2 separate regions of the Zea mays genome follow, and region 2 is linked to region 1. A link is a contact called in public Hi-C data. All regions are on one chromosome and are shown on one strand. The core of a region is the stretch at or near the end of the contact, and the rest is flanking DNA. Distances in the headings are between cores, read along the strand shown.

Region 1 (4,400 bases), core at 661-3,160:
AGATGGAGGAACTCAGAGTGTAAGCGACATAAACTTTATCGGTTGGATTGTAACTCATAAGTGATCTAAAGTATTGTCATAGTTTTGGAAATCGGGGGACAATAAGATTTGTGTTCGGTGAAGGATGCTAGCGTGGACTCACTCTGAATGGTGAATCGTTGGGACTCGAACGTGGAGACTGAGACAGAAGGTTTATACTAGTTCGATCTCGAGCCCTTATCCAGTGCAGTACTGATCGTAGTATTACCTTGGGACGTGTTACAACCGGTGCGTGTGTGGGAAGAAGGAGAACTTTCCCTTTTATAGCTCAAGGTTTTATAGCTCAAGGTGTAGGACCTTACAGAGGAGACTTGTTCTCTACTGGTAAGAGAACAATATGTTGCCCTAGGTTGACGTAATGCTCATGATGTGTCCGTAGGGTCGTGTGTAGCCGTACTTCCGGTATGGTGTATTGTCCCGCTCATTCGTCATACGTGTCCCTGCAGCGAGTGTACAACTAATGTCTTCGTAGTAGTGCGCGATGGGTTCGTGGGTCAGTCTCATGGTGCGGCCGTGCATAGCGCGACTTTGCTTGTCGTCATGAGCCCTATATCACTTGGCGTGCGTAGGCATACACCCGGTATGGTGTATTTGTCGTGTCCTTTCTGGTATATGAGTCACTGTAGAAACTCCGGTGCTAAGGCCCCCATGACAGGGGTTGACTGGCCCCTCAAGGTAGTGGGGATACACTTGGGACCGTACGAGGGGGTGTACAGTTGTGTGGATAGTGACCTCCCAGCGTACATTCGGTGTGCCGCACGTATGTCCAGACGTGGCCTAGGGATGACACATCTTGTCCTTGCTGATGCGGGTCTGCAGTACTAGACTGGGACCTCCGCGCTCTCCGAGTTGCTCGGTCAGGGGTTGGTCAGCCACTCTGCCTCACCGAGTTGCTTAGTGGGGACCTGGTTGGCCGCTTTGCCTCGCTTGGTTACTCGACGGGGACTTGGTCGGCCGCTACGCCTCGCAAGGTTGCTCGACAGAGACCTGGTCCATCGCTCCGCTTCACAGGGTTGCTTGGCCAAGACCTGGTTGGCAGGTGGGCTGTTTTTAAAGAGGCCATGGGTGTATTTCGGGTACCCAGTTCCTGAGTATCCGACAGTAGCCCATGAGCCTTTGTGCAACTCTTTGGAGTTGCACGGAGACTTTGTTGTGGACTGAAATCTCAGGAGCGTGCAAGCGTATCTTCCAGATGTAGCCCTCGAGCAATACATGTGGATTGCTTGGCGGTTTATTTGGTATTCGCGCAGTTTAGGGGTAGACCCTCCCTGCGATGGTCGCGGCACACTGAGCGTGAGCCCATTCTTGTTGACCATCAAAATCTCGGGTGCACGCAAGCGCATCTGCTAGATATATGTAACACCCTAAATATGGTCTTGGAGATTCGGAAAGTGCTTCAAAAGATTTTTTCTAAAATGCTTTTAATAAGGATTTTATTAACCTTGTAATTACTTCCTTAAAATAACTAAATGGATTATTAAAATTCAGTTATTCAAAGTTAAACTTAGGTATTGAAAATTGGAAGTTGAATTTGAAATTAACTAGAATCTACAAAATCTGTAGTCATTCATATGGATGAATTATTTTTTTCTCATGGATCATATACTAGCAACGCAAAAAGGAATGAAATAATATAAATAATTTTTTATTCGTGCCGGAGTTTTGTTGGTGTATTTAAATGGAGTATGAATAAAAAACAAATTTAAATTCAACTTGAAATTTGAATTTAGAAACTAAAATGGAATAGAAATAAAAAATAGATAAAGGGAAGAAAACGGAACCTGGGCCAGCTCCTTATCCCCACGCTCTAACCAGCCCATAGCAATTACCCGCGCGAGCCCACTTTGCATGAACCTCAGCCCAGCTCACGCCTGGATGTGCTTGGCGCTGTTTGGTGGGACCCCACCGTCAGGATCTCACCCACCCATACCTTTCACTCCTATCACCAGCCGCGTGGGACCCACATTCCAGCCGCGTCTCCTTCGTCGTAGTCGGGATGCGAACAAACTCCTCTCGATTTCATTGGGATCTTCCGCATCTGCCCAGGATTCGTGGCAGCCATACCTCCCTGACCGAATTTTTTATATTTTAGCCCTTAAACAGAAATAAATTCACGTTTAGACCTAAAAAAATTTTAAATGCAGTTTTGGACCCTTAGCTCGGCGCCATAGGCTGTTCAGCTCGGCGCCACAGCCTATGGCGCCGAGCTGTGTGACCTGGAAGCCTGCGTGGCACCTAGCTCGGCGCCACAGATCTTGGCGCCGAGCTAGGAAATAACCGCCGCAGGCCACCTTTCTCCTTCCTCGCGCTCTCTGTTTCTTTTCACTGAAATCGCGCCCGCCCCCGCCTGAAATCGCCGCCGCCGCCGCCCGCCCGGCCTGCCCGCCCGCCCAGCTCCGGCGAGGGGGCCCAGCTCCGAGCTCCGCCGCCGGCAGCCCGGCCTGCCCGCCGCCCGCCCGGCCTGCCCGCCCGCCCTGCTCGCCACCGGCGGCCGCCGCGCCCCTGCTCGCCACCGCCCTGCTCGCCGCCGCCCGCCCTGCTCGCCACCGCCCCAGCCCGCCCCTTGCCGCCGGTAATTTTTTTTTAATTTCTTAGTTAGTAAACTGTTTATTGTTTAGTAAATAGTTAGTAAATAGTTAGTAATTTTGTTGTTAATGTTAATTGTTAGTAAATAGTTAGTAAAAAGTTAGTAAATAGTTAGTAAACTGTTTATTGTTTAGTAAATAGTTAGTAATTTTGTTGTTAGTGTTTATTAAAATAGTTAGCTAGTTTCTTGTTAGTGCTTAGCATATTGTTAGTGTTTAGTAAATTCGTAGTGATTTTATTAAAATAGTTAGCGCATTGATATTACATGTTTTCTGTGTTGGCAACCATCGTGTTGTCGTTTATTCGCAGGTTCTATAAACATCACTTTACAGGGGAGGTGCTGCCAAATTTTTTACTGACAATTGGTTTTTTTGTACGTAGGTGTTTGTCCGACTTAACCTTCTCCACCGTTAGCTGGACTCGTACGCGTTCAGGTATACATTGTTTTCGTACATTATTTATAGATTATGTAATTTCGTTTGATGTGTTCATTTAATATTTACTGTATAGTTATTAGTTAATATATATTTATTACTTAGTACGTTAGTAGGCTTAAGTATATAGCCATTATTGAGTTAGTAATCCATTTTTGCAATAGATGGACAGCCTAGTAACACTATACCATGGAGGAAGGGTGGAGATAGATGCTTATGGGAGTGTTACTTTTGATGGTATGAAGATCGTGACCATGTTGTTCGTTGAAAGACCATCTTTTGACAAGCTTTTGGCTCGAGCTTGTGAGGAGATTAGGTGGGACATAAACGACCCTAGAATATCAATGCAGAGTTTGTTGTCCCATATTACACATGGAACAGTTGTCCGACGGTTGATCTCCATTACTTCAGAAGATGATTGGGAGATATATTTAAGAATTGTGAAGACGATGGTTCCACCATGTTTGGATGTGGTTATTCAAAAGTTACCTGTTAGTCATTGCGAAGGTCCAGTCGGGTTATCTCCACAATTGCCAAATGCATCTCGTATTGAAGCTCCTTTGGTAGAGCTTCATGAAGAAGTCGTTGTTGTGCCCGATGCTCAATCGGGTCCGCACGAGTATGGGATTTCTCGTCCTATTCCTGGCGTTTGTGGGGCTTCTAATGCGGTGGTACCCCCCCAAGAGTATGATCCAGTTCACGATCATCCTAGTAAGTGTCTTCGACACATTGTTCGTATCCATCGTTATTTCGTTTGATTAGACTTTTTAATGTGGTTTTTCTTGCTACGACCCGATGCAGGATCTCCACATATCGATAATGCTGATGTTCAGATTGATGTGCCTGTGTCATATAATATGGACAACATATGCAGGGCATCCAATAGTGTTGATGTTCAGATTGAGGATGAGGAGGAGCCATATGAAGCTGCACGGGCCTTAGATTCTGATGATGACCGTCCGGTTCAAGAAATGACCGAGCAAGAAATTGAACTCATAAGACGTTTGTGTCCGGAGCGAGACCCTGCAGTACATGAATTTAGCAGTTTAAGTCATTCCACCCGTGTGTATGCTGAAGGACGTGACGATGAACTGCTAGAGGCTCCGGATAACGCCGACATCATTGAGATTAAGGTTGGCTTACTTTTCAAGGATCTGCCTACACTGAGACGATGGCTACAGGAATATTCTGTGAACCGGAAGAGGCCGTTCAAGGTGAGACATTCGTATGCACAGCGTCGTTACACTGTTGTGTGCGAGGTGCCAGAATGTAATTGGAGGGTATGTGCCCGAAGGCAGAAGGACACCGGAAAGTTTAAGATCACCAAAATTGTAGGTCCAC
Region 2 (4,346 bases), core at 539-3,038, 370 kb after region 1:
GATGACACCGTCTACCTCCTGCTCTACGTCGACGACATTGTGCTCACGGCATCCACCGCCGACCTTCTACACCGCACGATCGTCGCCCTTCAGCGGGAGTTCGCGATGAAGGACCTGGGGCCCCTACACCACTTCCTCGGCATCACCGCCGAGCGCCGGCCTCAGGGTCTCTTCCTCCACCAGCGCTAGTACGCCATCGACATCCTGAAGCGGGCTGGCATGTCTGACTGCAAGCCCTGCTCCACGCCTGTCGACACTCAGACGAAGCTCTCTGAGGACGACGGGCCTCCGGTCGCCGACACGACGTCATACCGGAGCCTCACCGGCGCGCTCCAGTACCTCACGTTCTCCAGGCCCGACATCGCTTACGCCGTCCAGCAGGTGTGCCTGCATATGCACACTCCGCGGGAGCCCCATCTCACTGCGCTCAAGCGGATTCTGCGCTACCTCCGCGGCTCCCTCGACTATGGCCTTCTACTCCGCCCATCCCCGACGTCGGAGCTCGTGGTCTACACCGACGCTGACTGGCTGGCTGTCCCAACACGCGCCGGTCCACCTCCGGTTACGCTGTGTTCCTGGGTGCCAACCTCGTCTCTTGGGCCGCCAAGCGGCAGCCCGTCGTCTCTCGCTCCAGCGCTGAGACCGAGTACCGTGCCGTGGCCAACGGTGTGGCAGAGGCCTCCTGGCTGCGCCAGCTCCTCCACGAGCTCCACAGTCCCCTCTAGCGCGCCACTCTCGTCTACTGCGACAACGTCAGTGCGGTCTACCTCTCTACCAACCCCGTGCAGCATCAGCGCACGAAGCACGTAGAGATCGACCTGCACTTTATCCGCGAGCGTGTCGCTACCGGTGACGTTCGGGTTCTCAGCGTCCCCACCACGCTGCAGTTCGCCGACATCTTCACCAAGGGGTTACCGTCGAGTGTATTTTTAGATTTTCGATCCAGTCTCAACATCTGTACATGATAGAGTTGTGACTGCGGGGGTGTTAGACTACCCATCTAGGGTTTGGGGTGTTTCCCTTGTAATTACCGTCTCACCCTCACTGTAATGGGCCTGACCCATTTACTAAGTCTATTAATACTACTCCCAACCCTGTTTATGGTTATGGGTTCGCATTCCAACAGAAAGAAAAATGATGAACTTGAGCTAAAAGGATGGTTTCAATTCATACCGGCTTATACTGCTTTTATAGTGTTTTGTCTCCATGTATTACAGTTAGAGTAGTTCAGACAACTAACTTTAATCCGAATCGAACATCCTAAAAATTGCTGGTAGAATTAGTTAGCTAATAAATAACTAATTAAGTATTAATTAATGGGAACATATCTGTTGCAAACCAACTCCTCCGTGCAATCGTGCAAACTTCTAATCTGGGCCACATGATGTTGATCCAAGGGACACAGGGGCGTGAATAATTTTACACTTAACCACCCGCTGCTAATCACATTTTTTCAGATCCCCTTCGCACTCCCCCACACGCCACCTTAGATCAACATCATGTGGTTCAGATTAAAAGTTTGCACGGTTGCACGGAGGGGTTGGTTTGCACCAGATACGTTCCCTTAGTTAATTTACTAATAAAATTAACTAATAGCTAAACTATTAGATAAAAATGTTTGGATGTCTTCAACTAATTTAGCGGCTAACTATTATTTCCATCAAAAAGATCTTAATAAATTGATACGGAGTATATTTGATATCTCGTTTAAGGAAATGTTGAAAAATGACTTTTGATTAATACACCTTGAATTAATTTAAAGAACTTGCTTTGGGAACTAGTGGCCCCGTGGTCAAAGAAACAACTTTCACCGTTACCTTCCCAGTTCCGTTCCCTCCCAAACCCTAACTCCCGAATCCCCTCGCTCTCCTCTAATGGCCGCCGATGCCGACGCAGCCGAGGTGGAGCGGCTTTACGAGCTCGGCGAGCGCCTCTCTTCCGCCAAGGACAAGTCCGAGGTGCTTCCCCGCTCTCCCAGATTTTGTTGAGGCCGGTCCGTGTTCAGGCTAGGGTTTTGAGTGACGTGGGGTTTTCGGTTTCGGAATTGCAGCTTGCGGCGGACTACGAGGCGATTATTGCAGCAGTGAAGGGGCAGAGTGTCAAGGCGAAGCAGCTCGCAGCGCAGCTCATCCCGAGGTTCTTCCGGAGCTTCCCTGCACTCGCCACCCGCGCCATGTCGGCCATGTTCGACCTCGTTGATATGGAGGAGCTCGCGGTATTTGCTCGCATCTCTCTAGATTTGGCGAGTTTATATGCTCGCATCTCTTCACTGTTGGCAGAGCGGCATGATTTGGCAAGTTATTCTGTGTAACCACCAGTTGAGAGCAAACCCACTAGCAGTTTATGTGATAGGTTGGTCCAATATTTTGAGTGAACTAAAAATAGCTGGATTGGGTTTCCATTGTGTTCAGGCAGCTTCATTTCGAAAACTATGTTTCTTAAAAAAAATTAGTCATTTGCTTATTGCACTGCACATTGTGTTTTTTCTGCCATTTATTACTCTATTCGTATGTGAGGAACACTTACAATAGCTCAAGAGTACATCTGTACATGCACAGAGAGTATAATATCTCTCTACCAAATCTATTCTTAACCAGCAAAATGATTATCCTGTTAATGTATTTTTGATAATTGGTATTTCAACCACTAATACAGGATTTGCTAGAAAGTGAAATTTAGGCTTGAACAATTTGGGAAACAAAAAGACCTTTTTATACCTGAGTTATTTTAATGGGGGACATCACAAGAAACACTGAATGGGTGATATTCACTTGTTTCACTGTTGATCATACGTGGCCAAACACTTCAATGCTGTATAAACAATTGCAATCTGTCATGTTATGCTTGTGATACATCAACTATTTGTTTCATGTTTGTCCTTGATTACTTCACATGACACTTACTCTTTTAAACAGTTGTTTTCAATATTTATTTGGCACTTCTTGAATAACATTACAAAAATAGATACACTGTTATTTGATTCTATATAGTGTTTCTTACATTTGTTTAATGAGAATAATCAACATGGTGTTTTTTATGTATATGTTCCAACAGATCAGAATACAAGCTATTCGGGGTTTTCCACTTCTTGGTAAAGATACTGAATTTGTGTCAAAAATTGCAGATGTTTTGGGACAACTCCTTACAAGCGGTATGGTCTTCCTATTTTACTTTGCTGCAATGATTATTGCATACGCACCTCTAATTTTTTGCCTACATTTCAGAGGAAAATGTGGAACGTGATGCTGTTCATAAAGCACTCATGTCCCTTATACGAGAAGATGTTAAAAGTAAGATTCCAATGCCCATCATTGATTGTTAATGATTATATGATTTGAATAGCTTACACTGTGAATCTATGCGAAATTTCCTCCAATTATTTAGGTAATCTGTCTTGTGATTAAAGATACTACATGTAGGGATACAAATGGGCTAGACCATGAACCCACATATAAGCTTAGTTTTGTGGATTGCCTAACTACAAGGCAGTGAAAACGAATGCTGTTTATTTTATTATAAAGTATAAAGTACTAGTTCTGTACTCAGTGTCTGTCCTTCAGATATTTCTTTTGCTTATTCCGTTAGTTAATGGCATTGAATTGAGGCATGTATGGATGACAACCATTCCTGGCCTTTCAAGCTATTCCTTTATTATATGTTATCACTGTTCAAGATATGGAGCTTGAACCTTCTATGTGTTACTAATAATAGGGGCTGAATTGGATGATAGTATTGAGGCCTATAGGGATACAAGAGGGAAACCCTAGACTAGGAGACTACACTAATACCCTTGACTGTTATACCGTAACACCCCTCTCAAATGCAACGTGAATGCAATGTTGATGTGTTTGGAGAGTTGACACTATGTAGTAAACTTGAAAAAGAAAAACAATACATTTATAATCGAAGATGGCGTCAGAGCGTGCAACTCTTTAAAAATGGCGATGTAGAAATTGATCTCAATAAGTGGGTATTGCCTTCACAACACATACTTCAGCAAATATCTTAAGTCTTCACAAACAGTACTTGAACTCTTAAACTATGAACCTTGCTTCAGAGACTTCAACCCGTTGAGAATAAATAGATGTGCCAAATCAAGCCAAATGAAGAACAAAAGGTTATTTTTGCAAGATGGCATAGTAGGATTGATGATACGATCAGGACATGTAGGGAAATGGCTACGAAAGAGACCAAGAGGGCATAGTCGCATCAATGATGATGGTGATTAGATAAATTGACAGGATTCAGCTAACCATTAAACAAAATAAATTGGCTGATCTGACTAAATCTGTGGACATGCACAATATGGATGAACTCGAGATGTGCAAATGGACTTGGATGGACAA

Evidence for each region. A called contact is a pair of places that touch in the nucleus more often than the background predicts.
Region 2: a Hi-C map of leaf shows a contact between it and region 1, with 5 times the contacts expected there. The contact joins the promoter of LOC100193839 here to the enhancer-like site in region 1. A contact is called at or near these places in 6 of 25 Hi-C or Micro-C datasets (bundle sheath, leaf and tassel).

The regions. Positions count from the first base shown.
Region 1 is chr5:108,573,076-108,577,475 of Zm-B73-REFERENCE-NAM-5.0, forward strand. No RefSeq gene overlaps it. Among protein-coding and RNA genes, the nearest start is that of LOC100383583, 32 kb to the left of the region's middle. Within about 2 kb of position 1,911, at least 17 of the 20 cell types and tissues checked have an H3K27ac peak or open chromatin away from gene starts, as enhancers often do. A contact at or near this core is called in bundle sheath, leaf and tassel, where this site is marked.
Region 2 is chr5:108,943,510-108,947,855 of Zm-B73-REFERENCE-NAM-5.0, forward strand. It overlaps LOC100193839, which reads left to right and starts at 1,789. Exons shown (of 16, transcript NM_001367042.1): 1 at 1,789-1,958; 2 at 2,051-2,215; 3 at 3,055-3,151; 4 at 3,225-3,290. The coding sequence starts at 1,875.